3 separate regions of the Mus musculus genome follow, and regions 2 and 3 are each linked to region 1. The links are chromatin contacts, called in public ChIA-PET and HiChIP or PLAC-seq maps. All regions are on one chromosome and are shown on one strand. The core of a region is the stretch at or near the end of the contact, and the rest is flanking DNA. Distances in the headings are between cores, read along the strand shown. Region 1 overlaps Spag9 (sperm associated antigen 9). Region 2 overlaps B230206L02Rik (RIKEN cDNA B230206L02 gene). Region 3 holds the start of Spag9 (sperm associated antigen 9).

Evidence for each region. ChIA-PET counts read pairs in DNA pulled down with a chosen protein or histone mark. HiChIP or PLAC-seq counts read pairs in DNA pulled down with a chosen protein or histone mark.
Region 2: an RNA polymerase II ChIA-PET map of memory CD8 T cells shows a contact between it and region 1, with 190 read pairs. The contact joins two enhancer-like sites. A contact is called at or near these places in 2 of 115 datasets of contacts at active chromatin or transcription factors (memory CD8 T cells and microglia) and 3 of 9 other capture datasets (adipose tissue, liver and pancreatic islet).
Region 3: an H3K4me3 HiChIP or PLAC-seq map of the 230-238 cell line shows a contact between it and region 1, with 63 read pairs. The contact joins the promoter of Spag9 here to the enhancer-like site in region 1. A contact is called at or near these places in 2 of 39 promoter capture datasets (embryonic stem cells and macrophages), 8 of 484 Hi-C or Micro-C datasets (the C3H10T1/2 cell line, Sertoli cells, Th2 cells and 5 more), 20 of 115 datasets of contacts at active chromatin or transcription factors (the 230-238 cell line, DN3 thymocytes, the HPC-7 cell line and 14 more) and 4 of 9 other capture datasets (adipose tissue, liver, macrophages and 1 more).

The regions. Positions count from the first base shown.
Region 1 is chr11:94,068,941-94,072,077 of GRCm38.p6, forward strand. It overlaps Spag9 (sperm associated antigen 9), which reads left to right. Exons shown (of 29, transcript NM_027569.3): 7 at 1-95; 8 at 2,625-2,746. Gm38951 (a long non-coding RNA gene) reads right to left here. Exons shown (of 2, transcript XR_880137.3): 2 at 739-2,008. Among named protein-coding and RNA genes, the nearest start is that of Gm38951, 4.0 kb to the right of the region's middle. Within about 2 kb of position 1,676, at least 29 of the 459 cell types and tissues checked have an H3K27ac peak or open chromatin away from gene starts, as enhancers often do. A contact at or near this core is called in the 230-238 cell line, the HPC-7 cell line, Sertoli cells and 2 more, where this site is marked.
Region 2 is chr11:94,147,792-94,150,928 of GRCm38.p6, forward strand. All of the region lies in intron 2 of B230206L02Rik (RIKEN cDNA B230206L02 gene), which reads left to right. The region is part of intron 3 of Gm35338 (a long non-coding RNA gene); the gene reads right to left. Among named protein-coding and RNA genes, the nearest start is that of Gm35338, 13 kb to the right of the region's middle. Within about 2 kb of position 1,605, at least 122 of the 459 cell types and tissues checked have an H3K27ac peak or open chromatin away from gene starts, as enhancers often do. A contact at or near this core is called in memory CD8 T cells, where this site is marked.
Region 3 is chr11:93,994,595-93,997,731 of GRCm38.p6, forward strand. It overlaps Spag9 (sperm associated antigen 9), which reads left to right and starts at 1,497. Exons shown (of 29, transcript NM_027569.3): 1 at 1,497-1,979. The coding sequence starts at 1,677.

The DNA of each region.
Region 1 (3,137 bases), core at 426-2,925:
GGTGAAAATGAAGAGAAATCAGAAGTTCAAGCAATCATTGAATCCACTCCTGAATTGGATATGGACAAAGACCTCAGTGGATATAAAGGTTCAAGGTACTAAGAATATCACATTCCGTAATTATCTTCCTTTTTCTCATTCTCATTAACTTTTATCCTGTTTATAAATAAGTAAGATCAGTTCATGTTGTGCTACAGAAATACTGTTAATGTAATTCAGATTTTTTACCTTAGAATCTGCTCATTACTTGTATTTTAAATTTTGGAGGACATTCTTCTGGCAGGATTAGGGATTGGGACATAAGGGCAGATGGGGTTTTTGTCTATGTTGCTGTAACAGTAACTAATATTGCATTGTTTATAAAGAAGAGAGATTTGTTTTCTCAGAATTCTCAAGCTAGGCCATTCAAGATGAAGACCCCGGCTAGTTCAGTTGTCCAGTGTAGGCTATTCTTTGTTTCAAAGATAATGCCTTCTTGCCGCGTCCTTTACGGAAGAGGATGCAGTATCCTCTCATGGGAGAAGGCAGAAGAACAAACTAGCTTAGTGCTGTATGACAAGTGTCTCTTCCAAGGACCTTACCTTAGTCTCACAAGGAAGGAGCCCTTAATGCAGAGCCCAGCACTTGATGGTTGTCACCTGGCTCTGGAGCAGACTCAGTCACTGAGAGTAGCTGGAGGAGGAGACAGCCAGGGCTGCTTCTCCCGCCTGAGGAGACCAGGAAGTGGAGTGGAGGAAGTAAAAATTTGAACAAACTTTATTTTTTTCACAAAAGAGGGAGAAGAGAACATGTTCTGTCTAGAATGATCTCATTAGTAGGGAATTTAGTCTCATCTTACATGGAAAGCTTGATTAATGAGAGCAGAAGAGTGGCTTGGTATTGTTTTAATCAAGGTTATCCAAAAACATATTGATTAGAATTGAGCTTTGTGTTTCCTCAACAGATTTACCTTTAAATAACGGTTATGAGCACGTATCATTTATTAAGCCCTACTGAGTAGTCAGTAATGGAGTAATGGTAAAATACTTGGGTATTTTACCCAGGATAAGCATAGCCTCTAACAGAGTAAGACTTATATGGGTTCAAATCTTGCTTCTCTGGTCTTTTCTGTTACAACAGGGCTGGGGATTATACCTGGCAACATCCATCTTTTCATTCTCTAATTTCATTATATCTTAATTTTAGTTCAATTAGAATATATTACTGCATTAGTATGTCTATACAAATTCTCAAACTTAGCCGTAAATTTTCTTTTGATGCTTTGTGTTTTCCTGGAATTGGTGAATCTTAAGTCATGAAACATGTTTCCTTTTTTCAGTGTTCCATGCACTTAGCACTAACATTAACAGACCTGAGTTTCCTAAGTGTATGATTTTTAGGATGACCAGACCCCAAATCTAGCTATTTTCAGGACTCTGCCTTGGCCTTCTAGTTCCTTCCTCATGTAGAGTGGTGTTTACCTTGCTCTGCTGTTTCAGGTCTTCTCTACAGAGAAACAGGACACCGAGGCTCTTTATTATATGCTATGACATGGCTCTGTGGGAGTTTCCTAAAGGCAGAGTCCCAAGTACAATGGCTTTGAGTCTTTTAATCAGTTTTGGAAGAGGAACAAAGAGATCCAGAGAGCCCCCAAAACCTTCTTTGTAGTCCTGAAGTGAGATCACAGTTTAAATAGAGGAACAAGTGTGGTTTGGCCCACTGTCGACCCATCATTATCTGGGTGTCAGTCTCATCCTGTAAGGTGCTTAGAATTGTGCGAAGTCTCTTTCAGGAAAGCAAGTTGCCCTTCTGCTGTTATCTCTTCCTTTTCTCAGAATGAGATTCCTGTGAAAATTCCCATTTCTCTGGGGTCTGTTGTTTCAATAGTCTGATACATACAGTGTCTCTGTAGAGTGTCTTAATCTTTGTCAAGTTCACAAGCCTGTCCCTGGAGGATCAGAAGTCCAAGGTCATCCTCAACTATGTAGCAAATTTGGGAACAACCTGAGTGACATGAAACCCTGAAGCCCTGTAAAATAAAATAAGACAAGAAAAGGTCATGTATCCTGAAACAAGATTGCTTTAGTTTGAATTCTTTTTCACCTAATTGCTGAATGATTTTTGTCAAGATCCTTAAGCTGTTTGGTTTCCTTATTTGTAAAATTGGGGTAACACAGAGTCTGTTTTGCGGTCTGTAGCTGTGTACTGCACAGACCAGAGTAGCTGCCGTTATTCTGTGGGTTTGCTGGGACTTCACAGAAGAGGCGCTGTGTACTCTCTGTGGGAAATTCTTGGAAATTCACCAAGAAATCTTTTCATATTGATATTTTATAGTCAATATAAATTTAAGTAAGAAATTCCAATGCTGCTTAATCATTATATTAAAAATACACTGTCAAGGTCTAGCTGAGGAGTCCGTGAAGAGCTACTTGGGGTGACCATGTGGGACAGAAGGTATCATGGCCATTTGTTTGGGGATGGAAGGAAGAAGCAACCAAACGTGAACTTGATTCTGTGTTTTTAACCAGGAAATACCCTGGTTAGATTTGTTTTTAAATAAACATACATTTTTGTTAAAAAAAAAAATACACTGTCAGAAAGTCTTGGTAATTTGTCGTTTTGGCTTTATTGTTTTTGTTGCCTAGCACTCCCACCAAAGGCATAGAGAACAAAGCTTTTGATCGCAATACAGAATCTCTCTTTGAAGAGCTGTCCTCAGCTGGCTCGGGCCTTATTGGAGATGTGGATGAAGGAGCGGATTTACTAGGTATGACAGCTCCCCTAGAGAAGTGCCATACACACTGTTTAAAACTAGATGCCATTAATGACCTGACTGAACAATCATTTAAAATGTCCCTGACTGCCTGACGGTACAAGGTTATTATGCTTCAGGGATTGCTTAGAACATTATTTGACATCATAAGAGTTTTAATGAAAAACGTCTTTCTATATGGAAATGACAAAAAATGAATTCACATTTAAATTTATACTTTAATTCACAGTTTATTGATTTGCTATATTTCTAAAAATAGATATTGAACATAAATAAATAAAGAACTCGGTGCAGGGTGTGTGTGTTTGTGTGTATGATTGGTAGTCAGATAGTAACTGGCTTATATAAATCTTACAGAGTTCTGTTGACCTTAATTAATTAGGCA
Region 2 (3,137 bases), core at 355-2,854, 79 kb after region 1:
GCAGAGGCAGACGGATCTCTATGGGTTCGAGACCAGCCTGGTCTATAAGATGTGTTCTAGGGCAAACACAACTATGTAGAGAGACCCTGTCTCCAAAAATAAATAAACAAACAAACAAATAAATAAATCACTATATCTCTCTTGAAGGGGACACTGGAATGAGACCTGGGCCTTGAGACTGCTATACAATGCTCTGGACCACTAAACAGTCTCCTCAGATTTTTCTTTTTTTTCTTTATCCTTTTTTAGATTTGTTTTTGTTGTAGTTTGAAGACAAGGTCTTGGTAAATTGCCTAGGTTGCCCTTGTGTTCACCTTGTAGCTCAGGCGGGCTTCCAGCTTGCAAGGTGGGGCTAGCCTCAGCTGCCCCCTTCAGTAGCTGAAAAGCCTCGACTCATTTGGTTTACTTTTGTTTTTTTAAGGGGTGTGTGTGTGTGTGTGTGTGTGTGTGTGTGTGTGATATGGCTCAGCCAATATAGGGACTTGTGGACAGTCGTGAGAGCGTTGACTCCCGAAAGCTGAACTTTGGCTTCCACATGAATGCTTGGCACATGGCAATATGAGCTCTCTCTCCTCCCCACCCCATCCCCCACTCCCACCCTACCCCCGAGAGAGGAGAGAGTTTGACAGCAAGTCCAGTTACTAGTTGAGCCATCTTAATGCCCACTCCCCACCCCCGTCCTTTGTTCCTTTTTGAGACAGGCCCTTATGAAGCCCAGGCAGGCCTCGAACTCACTAGGTAGCTGAAGCTAACTCTAGATGCTCCATCCTCCGGCTCCCTCCTCCTCCAGCCGGGATTCCAGATGTGCACCGCTAAATTCAGTTTATGTGGTGCTAGGAATGTAACCCAGGTCTCATATATTTCCAGCACCGTTTACAGATTTAAATAAAACAACACAGACACAATTATATTCTTTATATTTCCTCGGCTTGCTTAAAAAAAAAAAAAAAAAAAAAAAAAACCAAAACAACTGGATCTACGTCAACACATCTCAGACTACCCTACTTTCTTTTAAATCAGCAATTCGATGTTCCTGTCTGCTCCATCCCTTCCCTGGTGAGAGGCGTGCTGTTTCCTTTCCTTCTTTTCTTCTTCTCCTATTTCTGAAGGCATAAAGGTGCAACGTGCGTCTTCCAGCAGGTGTTGGGGATGGGGCACGCGGGTGAAAGATGCACTCCCCCCACCCCCGGCGCCGCGCACGCTGGGTTCAGCGGCGGGTGGAAATCACGAGGAGGCTGGGACCACAGAACCCCGCGGGTCCCGCGTCGCCCCCGCCTCTAGCAGCCCGGCGCTGCCGTTTTTAGCGCGCCTGGAGCGGGGAGTACAGACTCCATCACCCCCGGGAAACGCGGCCATCATATTTTTGGTTGCACAAGCAAACGAAATTAGAAATCTGGAACGCGCTCAAGACCTTCGGAGGGGGGCGCGGGGCCCAGGACAGAGACAGGGATTAAGCGAGTTGAGCGGCAAGAGGATGGTTTCCTCTTTTAATTTAGGTTCCATTGGCTCGGTTACGTAAGCCCGGTTACACAGCCGTGACTGCGGGTGGGCTGTGGCCCGAGGCCGCTCGTTCGCAGAGGGCTCGGGGCTGCGGGCGCACAGCACTACCCCCTTCCCCTGCACGGAACAGGAAAGCAGCCAGGGACACATGGCCCTCCACTCTCACTGCCCTGGAATAACAAGCCTTTGGAAGCCACCAAAATGTATGGCATTGTGTGGCGAACAGTCTAGTGAACCATGAGGCAGTCGTATGGCATATTATAGAGCAGAAAAAAAAAAAAGTGGGGGAGGGAGCAAGTGAAGGATGCACCCGTCTAGAATAGTCACAAAAGCCAGTTTGAGAACAGCAAGAACGCAGGCTGTCACTGGTGTGAAAAGACAACACAAAGAGGTCTCTGCCCAGTAAAGCCGGCAAGGGGAGAGGCAGGAAAGCACGCCCTGGGCGATCCCTTGAGCAGGTCCCCACAGCGCTTGCGCACACTACCACTTGGCTGCTGAGGTCTACCAATTTTTTTTTTTTTTTTTTTTTTAATACCCGTCCAAGGTGGTTCTCTGTCCCTCCGCTTTTGAATCTGGACTGACCTTAGGGAACTTGTCAACCTTTGAATTCAGAGGAAGTGATACTGCCTGCCTCATGAGACCTGCTGAAACCGTATTCCGAAGCTTTCTTCTAGGTATTGTGGGAGGTCCAACTGGGTTTGGGGGACAGTCTGTAAGAAGTCCAAGTACACTGAGGTTGCCTAGCCTGGAGGCAGGTCACAGCACTTGAGTGGCAAGCCCAGGTGACTCTAGCCATATTACACTTTTGGATCATGGCAGCCCATCGTAGACCCCAGGTGAGAAGCCTCAGGCCTTCCCAAACTCCAGCTCCACAAAACCACCAACAAAGCGAGATAGTACACTTACAGCACAAGACGAAAGAGTGACCTCACAAAGTAGAAGTATTTGTGTGGGGCTGGGGGGGGGGACCTACAGCAATGAGTAAGCGTGGTCTCTGCCCCCAATAAACTAATAATTTAATGGAGAAGCCAGACACAGAGCAAATAATTATAAAATAACACGGCAAGCTCAGCAAGGGAGTCACGCCCAGGTAATAGGGGGATGAGGCTGAAGAGTCTGTAATCTAGGCGGGTGGGTGGCTTTCCTGGAGCAGGTGACCTTGGACTGGCTTTGAAAGGTGAGTAAGGGTTGACTAGGTTAAGGGATGAAGGAAAGGTATCTGGGGAGGAGGAGGAGGAAGCGAGAGAGATGAGACCCAGAACGATGGCAGGGTGTGGGGGAGCGGGCTTTATGGGAGCTGGAAAAGAAAGCCAGGTAGACCCGGCAGGACCTCAAATCATGGGACAGTTTCCCCGCAGGCCAACAGCTTAGATTGACAGCAGCTGGGAGGCATCAAGGCTGACTGGAGGCGGACCTTCCTGGGAGCAGCGGGAGGATGGGGGTGGGGGGTGGGGTGGATGTGGTATGGGAGGAGGGTGGACCAAGGCAAGGTAGAAACCAGAAGGGGATGTGGGTTCCAGAACAGGGATCGAGAGAGATAGGGCGTGAAGAGCAGTTAGGGAATCGTCAGGCCTGGGTGCCTGGCTGGGGTGTTATGGGTAGCGTTCAGCTTTGGGTTTCTGACTCAGGAGCATAGA
Region 3 (3,137 bases), core at 247-2,746, 75 kb before region 1:
AGGGTTTGATTCCCACCACATACATAGAGGCTCACAACCAGCTAAAACTCCAGTTCTAGCTGACAGGACACCGTCGGCAGGCTCTGCACAGGACTGGTGCCCAGACATGCACACAGGCAAAACATTAGTTCACAAAACAAAACAATAAAGTTCTTTTTAAAAATCGATAGGGCATTTTGAGCTCATACTCAACTAGCTGGGCAGCATTCCTAGAATCCAGACATATACACAAAGTAAGGGTGAGGAAGGGAGACAGGGAGAGCACAAACTAAGGGTAGTGGCGCAGGGGTTCGGGAAATTGTTTTGACAGTTTTCATCTTTGTCCTTTTGCACTGGGTCAACCTCCACAGAGCTTTTGGTGGTTTCCAGGGAGATGGAAGTGTGGGAGACTTTGGGGATGATCTGAAACTTCTAAACACCAAACAGGGTATTTAGGACTCCGGGAGGTAGCCAGTCTTCTCCCTAATAACTTGTCTATTTAAATCCTCTCTGTTCTTCCCATATATTTAGATGAGTCGGAGTCGGTGTATCTGAGTCAGCTATGGCAAAGGGAAGAGGCTTTTGCGAGTGTCTTCCGCCAAACTTGAGACTGGAAGATGAGAATACACGGAAGTAATCTCTGACTCAGCCTGCCCAAGGCTAGGGTGTTGTGGCATTCCCCACGAGTGACGCACTCCCAAGATAGGTGACTTCATGTATCATGGGACTTATTCCACCACTGACTCCACCCCATAGCCTCCTCTGCTTCTTCTCTCACTTCCCAGCCCCACCTCCCTCTCAAGATCAGAGAGGGACCGGTGGTAGTGGCTGCAGCCTAGAACTGTCTTTCTCATAGGCAGGGAGCAGAGGGACCCAGTGTTTGGCAAAATGCAAAAAGTGGTACTCATTTTCCCTTCTCCAGACGCTTCGCTCTTCTGGTTAAGGCTATCCTTACTCTTCCTTAACATCAAAGTGTACTATCGTACTCGAGGCAACCTGATCCTCTAGGCAGTCATTCTAGTTACAGCTTTTTCCCTCATCCACTGTTTTCCTTTGAGTCCAGAATTCTCAGTAGGAAGTAGAGAGAGTCTCGCCTCTGCCTCTTTCCTGTTCTAGCGGTATGACCTTGACTAACCCGCAACTTCCCTGGCCCTAGTTTCTTTGTCTGTTAAGCAGGGTCCACACGTCTGGCGCACCAAGAAGGCGCGGGATGAGCCGTAAAAAGGCGAAGAAAACGCTTGCAGCCTCCTGGGGAAAGTTGTCAGTCTTCAGAGCCCCTCCCTTTCCTCTGGGAACGCCCAGCCAACGCAGCCTCCGGCTGTCACTTCCTCCACCTCTCACCTCTCGGTCCGCGCGCGCGCGGCGCCGGGTGTTGGCGTCACAGCCGGCGCACGCCGCCGCCAGGCCCCGCCCCTCGTCCGCGCCTGGCCTCCCGCGGGGCCCCGCCCACCGGGGCGACGCGGCGCTGGCCCCGCCCCACGGGTGACGCGTAGCGCGCGCGGCCGGGCCGCCCCGGCAGTTGGTGCAGCGGCGGTTGGGGCGAGTGCGCTCACCCCACCCCTCCCCTCCTTGGCCAGGGCTCCGGCCCCCACCCCGCGGGGCCCAGCCCCAGCCCCAGCCTCCGCCGGGCCCGTCCCGTGCGGGCCCGTGCCACCCCTCAGCCGGCGACGCCCGGGGCCGCCCGCCCGCCCGCCACCATGGAGCTGGAGGACGGTGTGGTATACCAGGAGGAGCCCGGAGGCTCCGGGGCCGTGATGTCAGAGCGGGTGTCCGGCCTGGCCGGCTCCATCTACCGCGAGTTCGAGCGGCTCATCGGGCGCTACGATGAGGAGGTGGTCAAGGAGCTGATGCCACTGGTGGTGGCCGTGCTGGAGAACCTGGACTCGGTGTTCGCGCAGGACCAGGAGCACCAGGTGGAGCTGGAGCTGCTGCGGGACGACAACGAGCAGCTCATCACCCAGTACGAGCGGGAGAAGGCGCTGCGCAAGCACGCCGAGGAGGTGAGGGCCGGCGGGGGCGGGGGTCGCAGCCGGGCTGGGGACGCTGGGCGCGCCAGGCGCACCAACGCGCCAGGGTGGACTCCTGAAGGGCAGGCCCGAATCCAGGGCCCGGGACAGTGCTCCGCAGCGTCTCGGGACCCCGGGACACTGGCCGGTGCTGGAAGCCTAGGCAGGCCAGCGAGTGTCCAGGAGAGGGGTGAAGTGGGAGGAAGGCCGGGGGAGGAAGCGACACTCTGGCATCTGAGGGCACCTGGGACTGCCCGAGGGCGGAGACTTGAGGGTGTCTGGTTGCTTCTTGTTTAGGGAAGTTTCCGACCACCGTAGGATAGTCGGGTGCGGGTTCAAACTTTTAGCATGGGGAGGGGCAGTGCTGTCCTGCCCGTGTCAGTTCCGCTGGCTTCGGTACCTTTCCAGGGGGGGCTGCTGCTGCTTTGGGAAGTTAGAGATCTCCCTCTTTCGGTCAGTTTCTTCTTGACATTTAGATCCTCTTGAGAAGGAAGTCTACCTATGTACCCTTTTTTTTTTTTTCCATTTAATTTTAACACTTAGTCAACCACTTAGAAGTCGACTAGCAGAGTCCAGTAAGTACATACAGTACATTCATTTACTTTATTAATGTTCCTCACAGAGGAATGTTCCTCCTTCGTGTCAGGTGGTAACCTTGGACAGTTCCCTGACAGCCTCCTCTATTTATAAAGACTGGGGGGCGGGGTTGAGAAGGTGTGGGTGAGTGTTACAACACTTGTCCTGTCTGCGTTTGCTTTGCATCCTGCAGTTTCTAAGTGCACTTGGCTGGCTCTTTGCTCGAACACCTGAGCGGTGACCTTTGTACTCGTCACCTGAGTGTGTGAGCCTTTTTGGATCCTGGGCTGTAAATGATCCTCTAGCTTTTTGAGCGAGTTCAGGATTTTAGCCTGCAGGCTGAGCGCCCTGGCATTGTTTCTGAAGAACCTTTCTTCGGCAGTCAAAATGCTCTCCTTGTTTTTGTGCCAGACATCTACTGTACCTAGCTAAATACATGGTGATTGAAGGAGACTAATTATCGAAGGAACCACGTGTTGTTTTTCAAAACTACATGACGCGGTAGAAGAATGTGACATTTGTTTGGCAGCTCAGTTCCTAGCATTAAATAGGCAGTTTATTTTGTTATTTGTGCCT